2 separate regions of the Triticum aestivum genome follow, and region 1 is linked to region 2. Evidence: chromatin contacts called from public HiCAR-type data. All regions are on one chromosome and are shown on one strand. The core of a region is the stretch at or near the end of the contact, and the rest is flanking DNA. Distances in the headings are between cores, read along the strand shown. Region 1 holds the start of LOC123166103 (BTB/POZ and MATH domain-containing protein 1-like). Region 2 holds the start of LOC123167484.

Evidence for each region. HiCAR-type assays count read pairs that join an accessible place to other places.
Region 1: a HiCAR-type map of leaf shows a contact between it and region 2, with 5 times the contacts expected there. The contact joins the promoter of LOC123166103 here to the promoter of LOC123167484 in region 2. A contact is called at or near these places in 1 of 5 Hi-C or Micro-C datasets (leaf) and 1 of 1 datasets of contacts at active chromatin or transcription factors (leaf).

What each region holds. Positions count from the first base shown.
Region 1 is chr7D:232,378,849-232,383,075 of IWGSC CS RefSeq v2.1, forward strand. It overlaps LOC123166103 (BTB/POZ and MATH domain-containing protein 1-like), which reads right to left and starts at 2,774. Exons shown (of 2, transcript XM_044583866.1): 1 at 2,647-2,774; 2 at 1,432-2,510. The coding sequence starts at 2,647. The coding sequence ends at 1,432.
Region 2 is chr7D:231,916,562-231,921,013 of IWGSC CS RefSeq v2.1, forward strand. LOC123167484 reads right to left here and starts at 2,499. Exons shown (of 2, transcript XM_044585324.1): 1 at 1,553-2,499. The coding sequence starts at 2,389.

The sequences.
Region 1 (4,227 bases), core at 1,524-4,023, 460 kb after region 2:
AGAGGTCGAGAGGGGCGTTGGCGGTTCTGTGGCGATGGAGTGTGCGCTCTCCGGCGAGGAAGGAGCGGCTTTTATAGCCGGGCATGGGCGGCGAGAGGGCGCCGCCGTGCGTACACGGTTGCGGGCAGGACGCTCGTCGCGACGCCTTCACTGTGCCGCCCGTGAGGCATCAATGGAAGGCTGACCGGCGCGGTAGCCTTCGAATTGATTCCCCACGGGAAACCGAGGCGATGAGGACGACGACGCACCGGGTCGCTGACTGGGCAGGCCCGCCAGGCTTTCGCGGCAAAACTGTTTCCCTCGGCGCCCCCGGGAGCCGTGTTCGGCCTGGGTCCGCCGGCGCCAAATTCGACCCTAACCGACGAAAAGTGGGCTCCTGGGAATGCAACTGGGCCAATTTTTCGGCGCCGGCGATAAAAAAGGGCCTTGGGGGAGGGGGGAGGGGCCTTGTTGGGAGCTCGGCTGGAGATGCTCTTAAGGTGCATCTCAACCGCCCCGGTCTCTTTTAGGTGTTGCAGGGCACTGCGAGTGCAGCGGCCAGAAAGTGCCACGCTGGTGCCCGCCACGGCATGTGCGCCCACGGCAGCGCCGCGCCAGCCTGGCATCAACTCCATTGGCGCCAGTTTTCTGTTTTCTCCCATCCAAACAAGCTATATAGACTTAACAGAAGAACTAAATAAAACTTGTTTTCCTAAAATCTTCTAAAAACTGGTTTTGCAAAAGCAGACGTCCAATTCTTAACATCCAAACAACCACGAAGCATTGCTGAGGGGACATCTGGATATCACTGTTCAGTTATGAGATGAATAACAGAACAATATTTCACCCTGAAGTATGCAAATGGTGTACTCCAGAAGTCTGCCATGCCAATATAAAGAACTCAGATGTCTGCACCTCCAACATGCTTGTATTGGTCAAATAGTACCCATGGAGCTAAAACTTCAGGAGAGGACTTATCCAAGATATCGGAAACATAAAAAACAAATAAACTGTTAATTGGGCACAATATCATTAGCTTTGCATCTGAGTTATCTATCCTCCACCCCACCCTGCATTTCTGAATGTAACTCGGTAGCAACTAAGCCCAAGTGATGCAGGAGCTAGTCCCTGAGGTCAAATGACACAAATGATTTCTAACTATCTTTTTTATAAGTGACATAATACTCTTACACCAGTCAACATAAAAAGTGTGACACCTATGTTGGATATATTTTTCCAAGCTTCGCCCTGCAAGATTAGATTATGATCATGCAATAAGATGAGTTTAAGGATCAAGCTCCAAGCTCATGAAATAAAGGTAAATAAATGCCCCAAAATGCTTACCAGATACCACGGATCAATATTCCAAAACACGACACTAAAGCCATATATTCTTAAATACCAAAACTATATATGTCGATGTATCTTATTAGTGTCAAAACACGTCTTACATTATAGGACAGAGGGAGTACTATGGTATGTCCTAACCCTATTTTTGAGCTCAGCAATGATCAATGGGAATTTCAAAACCAACAATGCAAAACCTTTAGTGAGCGCTGCCTCCTTGAAATTTTCCTCCAGTAACAAGAAGTCAATGCAATTGTTCTTCAATTGAGGACAATTATACGTTTCGGCGCAAGCTAAAGTAGTTGAAACTGTATCTATCGATACATTGTCCCATAATTTTTTAGCACAAATAATCTTCAGGCGGTCAAGTGCATAGCAATCAGCTGCAATAACTAGATTCTGAAACATCTCACTGGAAGAATCACCAAGCTCGATTTCTGCAGGCAATTCATCAGTGTATAGAAATCGAAGCATAACTTTGAATATCTTAGGCGTGATGTCATGTAGTGTGATGGATGTCAGTGTAGCCTCAGCCATGGAACCGAAGAGCTCTGCTCTAAATACCGGTGAGCGGGCGGCAAGCACCACCCGGTGCGCACGGAATGTCTCAACTTCGACGATGAATGATACATCAGTCCCGTCGTTGCGATCTAGCACGGAGCCGAGATGGATCCCAATATCTGAAGGTGGCACGGGAATAGAGCCGTCATCTAAGACCATGACGGTGCACCCAAATGTGACGTAATATTTCTCCAAAGTAGCTCTGTCGACGAACTTGCTCCACCCCCAGTTGTCACCGTCATCGTCATCATCATCACCACTGCAATTTTTATCATCACCGACGTTGTTGATTGAGAAGTCATGAACACATGACCTTTTTGTGAATGATTTACATGGTTCGCCATTCCTGTCCATCAGAAAGGCCTCCACGATGGCCTTGACTCTTCTGGTTTTGCTCATGTGCCTGACGAAGATAGAGAAACACTCGCCCGTGTCGGACTTATCGGACCCATGCGGGTAGCAGTCAATCCTCCAACTGTGCCCCCCGGCGGAGAAGACGTCTGAGTGGACGGCCGTGCCCGTGGGAAGCTGTTTGATTTGCTCGTAGTCTACTTTGAGCTGGAGAGCAGCAGAACCCACCATGGTGGTCCGCGTTGGAGTCCATATCTTAGATCTCTTGCTCACTGAATAATTGTTAAGTAGTAATTTAAATTAGAATTTTTATCATCAAATTGCCAATCCAATACGTAGTACACCAATTCTGAAACTCACAAACAATTCAACAATCGAAATTAAGAAGAGCGCAAAACAAGCACTCACTCAATGGCTTGCTGACCGCCGAGGTGGCGGCGGCAGTCCTGCTGATGGTGGCGATCACTGATCAGGCAGCTCGGCCGACCTGCTGTCGTGTGTACGCCTTCTCTCGTGGCCGCCGCCGCTAGTCGCTTCTCTCCCCGCTAGGGTTTTGTCTCGGCTGTGGAGGCCGCCGAATCGTCGAAAGACGATCTGGCAGCAAAATAGAGTATTGACGGTTTTCTAATGCGAGAGCGCCGAGCCGCCGCCGTGCGTCACTCCGACGCCGGCGTCCACCTTCCCGCCGGCTACGGCGGCCACCCTTCCCCTCCCTCCGTGCGCGGCAAGTCTCCTTCCCTCCCCTTCTTCTCCCTCCCCGGCGCTCGCATGGCCTCTAGTCCGCGGTCTGTGAACTCGTCCTTCCAGGGTGAGCGGCCGGTCGTCTCCGGGCTGGGGCTCTCGTCCGCGTCTGCGTCGGAGAGCTCGGCCGGGGCCGGTGTTCCGCTGGTGGGGCCGGTGGAGGGTCCCGAGGGCGGCCCGTCGCGGCGGATCTCGTCGTGGCAGCCGGTGCCTGCGTCCAAGAGGACTCTCTGGAAGCGTCGTCGCGAGGAGCGGCCACCGGTGGAGGCCCCGCGGCGCCCGTCGCCTGGCCGCGTGAGGTCTCGCCGGAGATGAGAGATCGCTGCTTCAAGTGTCTAGAGAAGGGGCACTTCCTCAAGGACTGCACTAACAAGGTGGTGTGTCTCCGCTGCGGCTTGCCCGGCCACATCGCCAGCCAGTGCAAGAGGCCGCGCAGTCCGTCGCCGGTCAAGGAGCTTCGGCGTGATGTTGTCGCCAAGGTTGCCAGAAGCTCGTCTCGTGCGCGCGGGCCCGTCCAGGCTGCCCTTGTCGGCTTCGCGCGCTCTGCCGCCCTCTGCTTCGTCGCCCGTGGCAGCGCTTGCGCCGGCGGCGTGGCCCCGTCCTGCGCCACCGCGGCTGGAGGTGTCGGTTGATATGGAGTCGGAGCCGGCTGAGCTTTGCGTCGTCCGGAGATCCAGGGCCATGGCCGAGCTCGAGGGCAGGCTTCACAACGCCATGGTGGTCTACGTGGATGATGACAGGTCCGAGCTCTCGTCGGAGCTGGTGCTCCAGGCATTGCAAGAGAAGAGGGGCATCGCGCCTGACAGAGTCTCCGTTCATAGGTACTCGCCGGAGGATTTTCTGGTTGTGTTTGCAAGGCAAGAGGATCGGGTCGGTGTGGGTCTACAGCCGGTGCTGGAGTTCAGAGGGCTCAGGGTCGCGTTCAGGCGATGGATCAGGCAAAACCAGGCAGTGTTCGCGGCGCTAAGGACCAGGGTCAGTCTGGAGTTGGAAGGGACCCCCCCTGCTTGGGAGCTCGAGGTGGTGGAGAGTCTGTTGGGCGGCTCGTGCTTCATTGAGTCCATCGCGTCGGAGACCTCGTTGCGGTCTGATCTGGCATCCTTCAAGTTGATTGCTTGGACGGCTGAGCCGGAGACGATCCCCACGCGCAGGTGGCTGGCGGTGCTGGAGCCGGAGGAGCAGCGGGAGGCCTTTTTGCCGAAGACTTTGCAGTATCGAGTTTTGATTCATCTGGCCGCGGTCACCTCC
Region 2 (4,452 bases), core at 1,249-3,748:
TTTGAGGAAAGAAGTCGCAGCCCTGGCGGGCCTGGTGCGGTGACATGATACCACACCAGTCGCGACTCACGAGCCCATGCCGGACTAGGGAGTGGTCACTGCGGCATCCAATGACCACGTTGCCGACCGATGGGCTGCACCCCACCCCTGTGCACGTCGGTCGCCAAAGGGACCCACATCACGGACTGACACGTTAAAGGCACACGCACCACTTTACAACAACCCTGCCGCAAGCAGAGGCAGGAAAAAGTTTCTGTTTCCCTATTAAAAAAAGCTTCAACCAGTTTTCAATCTTCGCGTTAATTTCCACTGAAGATTACTAGTACCCTCGGTTATTTCTGTTGGCCGCATCTTCCGCCTGAATTTAGCAAAATAAACGGAGACAAAAAAGGAAAAACCGATGACACGCGGAGTCAAACTAGCCATGGAACTCCGTGGGACCGGGTCCGCCAAAACTGGCCGGACCCACGGGAAACAGCACCGGAACCCCGAAGAAAGTCTCCAATCTTGCAAGGCAAGTCAGAAGGAAACGAAATTTACCCCTCCAGGGTGAGAAACACGCGCGGAGAGTGCGGGAAACAGGCGGCCCAACATAACACGAGGGACCACGCGCAGAGGAAGGAACGAAGCCATCACATGATGGCGATGGGGATTCGTCCACACAACACAATATGTACTACTCCCTCCGTTCCTAAATAGTCCTCCGTAAACTAACTCTTATATTAGTTTACAGAGGGAGTATTTGTCTTTCTAGGCATTTCAAATGACTATCACATGTAGACATATTTTAGAGTGTAGATTCACTCATTTTACTTCCTATGTAGTCGAAATGACTAGAAAGAAAAATATTTAGGAACGGAAGGAGTAATTGAGTAGGAGTAATGCCAAATCCGTATCTAACGACACACACAATAATTAATCAATTCGCCTTCCAATTCAAAACCCCGCAATAATCGACTTCACGAAATTAGTACTCAAGATTTCACGCTTGCTACTTCGTATTTTTCTCTCCCCTATTACTATTACTGATTGGATGGGGCGAGGAATAAATAAAAGCGATAAATGCGGCGTATAACAGAACTACTCCATCTATCTACCCTGCCCCGTCGCCCATCGGCTACCTCCAGCTACACTAGACACGGTGCCAACGGCCAAGCCAAGGGTCCACACAAAAGCCATACGCTCACGAAAACGACCCCGGAGGCCCGAGTCCGTTGCCAGAGAATGAACGATTTATCCTCTCCGGCGCCGGAACACAAGAACTCCATCCTCTACCCAGCGCATACTATCCGGTTAGAATCACAATAAGCCCCCAGATTCAAACGAAGAACACCACGCCACACGTATGAACACACCAACGATGGGACACCCCAAAAAAATCACGGCAAAGGAACCTCCTCGACAGAGTCTCACAGAACCGAGGGGGGAATACTGCTGCAATTCACGCGACTTAAACAAGATTGGGATGCAAGAAAGGCCTCCAGAGTCCAAAAGCGAGACGAATAAACCGCAAGGAATGAGAAAGCGACGAGGCGATTGAAAAAAAACTCACCTCAAGTTTAACCGCGCCTGGCGCGGGTTGCACGGCGCCGGCGATGGAGACGTCCGCCCGCGCGCGCTTCGCCGGCGAGCTGCACCCCTCGTCGCCGCTGGAAGGCACTCCGGATCCGCCCGGCCCCTGCGCCTTGCGCTTCGCCGTCGACCGCGCCACCTCGTCCCCGCTCGAGGACGCCCCTGATCCAGCGGCGTTGGCGTAGTCGAAGGGCGTCTCCGGGCTCGATGCCGCCATGGCGCCGTCCGTCCACGCGGCCGCCGTTGCCTGCGCCTTCTCGCTCACGCGCGGCCGCCGCCGCGACCGCGCACGGTCCATGGCGCCGTCCGTCCACGCGGCCGCCGTTGCCTGCGCCTTCTCGCTCACGCGCGGCCGCCGCCGCGACCGCGCACGGTCCATGCCGCTCGTGGAAGGGCCGGATCCGGTGGCCGAGACGTAGTACGGCGGCGTCTCCGGCCTCCGCGCCGCCAAAGGCGCGCGCTTCGCCTTCGTGACGCGCGGGTGCGACCGCGCCCTTTCCTCCCCGCTGGAGCACGCGCCGGATCTGGCGAGAACAGGCTCACCCAGCCGCGCAAAGGGACTCTCCCACGACACCAGCCACGCGGTTCCTTTCGCCACCGCACGGGGCGACAACCGCGGCCGCTTCGGCCATCGCTCCGGAATCGGCGGAAGCTCGTCCTCCGCATCCTCCGGCCGCTGGAGATCCGCCGCCGCCGGGGCAAGGTCGTTGGACGGCCGGGGAACCCACTCCGGCCACCGGGCCAGCTTCCTGGTCCGGAGGCTGAGAAGTATCTCGGCGGCCGCGATGGCCATGCCCTGCTCGTCGTACTCCGCCATGGGGAGAGCCGCAGGAGACGAACTCGCGCACGCCGCCGCCCTGAGATGGATGGGAGGTGTGATTTCTTTCTTTTCTCTGGCAGAAATACAGGAAAAGAGGGAGGCGACGGGAGGGCGGGTGGCTTTTATAAGTGGATGCGGAGACGGAGGCGGACGCGAGTTGGGCGAGGAGGAGGAGGCGGACAGCAGTGGCCGCCGCCTAGAGCCCTAGACCCGGTGTTTCTGGACCCGTCTCACCGGCCCCTGGGCCCCATGCATTTAGCTTGCGGGTGGGTCAAGTCGAGGCCGGGCGAGTCGGTAAACTGCATGAGCTTTGCGTTCGCGAAATCGTCTCCCTGTTACGAGGGTCCGTCCCGTCGGAGTAGTTCTATGTAAGGGAACTGTCTCGCGACTCGATTGGTGGGGAGCGGAGGAATGCGTGTTCGTACTCTGCGTTGTATAGTGCCCTGCTTATTTTATGGCACGGAGGTGGGCCCGAGCGAAAAGGCATCCGAGTTTATTAGGGCAGGCCGGATCCGGATGTGGATGCATTTCGCTCTCATGTATCTGTAGACTGCCCAAACTTTTTTTTTTGAGGGCTGCCCAAACTTCCCTCCCCGCTAGGGTTTCTGCCATCTCGGCGTCTCGTCTCCCCCACTGGTATTGAGTTTTCCCAGCCCTCTCCTGCTTGGTCCTCGCTCGGGCTGGAGTAGGGGTGATCGTGCATCGTCGCTCGACCTTGGTTAGGGTTCTCATGCTGATCAGGGGTTAGTATGTTAGCTCGATAGCTACTCTCGGGCTAGGGTTTCATGGCGGTGGAGACTTTTGAAGGCTGCGGCGATGGACCAAGGCGATCTACAAGCAATGATGAAGGAATTATGCCTCAATGAAGATTATTTCGACAATGTTGTGTTTGAGAATGAGGCGCCGCCACGAATGAAGGCAACCCGTTGGACGACTATAGCCCGGATGCACACGAACAGAGAATGGAGTATGTTTTGGTTTTACAAGAACATGCGAGTGTCATGGGACGTAGCTCAAGAAGTGAAGATCAAGTATGTAGATTAGAACCTTTACACAATGCAGTTTTCTTGTCTAGGTGACTAGGAAAAGGAGAGGGAAGGGGTTCCATGGACATACAAAGGCTTCGCCCTAGTTCTAGCACCTTATGATGGATTTGCAAAGCCATCCACATCCAAGCTACGTCATGTGAATATTTGAATTCTGATTCACGACCTCCTGGACGGGTTTATCGATATGTTAAAAACCCTTGCTAGCATGGTTGGTGGATTTGTTACTGCCGAGTAAGCATCTCAGGATTTTCAATAAACTTTTTTCGCATGAGTATTAAACTGGATGTTCGAAAGCCACTCAAGAACAAAGTTTTAGTCATACATGGTGAGAAGCCAATTGTGTGATTGTTGCTCAGTATGCCATCATGATTGGGCACATTTTCAAGAAGCATGGCGATGGCATCCATTTGCAAGCTTTCTGGTCTTCAAGAATCTACGCGCTAATTGGAGTTGGTGACCATCTCTAAGATGATGCAACAAGCGAGGACCCGCCAAAGGACGGAGCAATCAGGGCAGAGGCTCATTTCAGTTTTATGCACAACACACGGGAGGATGATTTTGACAGGGGAGAGAATGAGGTCCAATGCCATGAAGACATTTAGAGGAGGAAAAGTGGAATGCGTGTTAGCTTTATTAAAACACCGAAAAATAGTTGGAGTTGTTGTTGACTAATGCAAGCAACAAAGAAGGGGGTGATACGGATATTCTAGACGCAAAACATAAAAGGAAGAGAGTGTTTCTTATTTTGTCACCGCATGAGGGCACTTCTGTGAAGGTCGGGCGGCTGGTGTAACATTTTGATGATCCAAATGCACCAAATTTGCCCAGCCAGACTCCCATCCCACCCCCAAAAAGAGACCCGGCAATTGTGAAGGAAACATGAACGCTTTGGGAAACTCAAAATCGACGGGCTCCGTGATGGAGTAACGCCCAAGCCTTAACCTCAAACTACAGGGGGTTGGGAAACGTTTATAGTTTGTGCTTTGTTGGACGTTTAGCATAGATTAACTC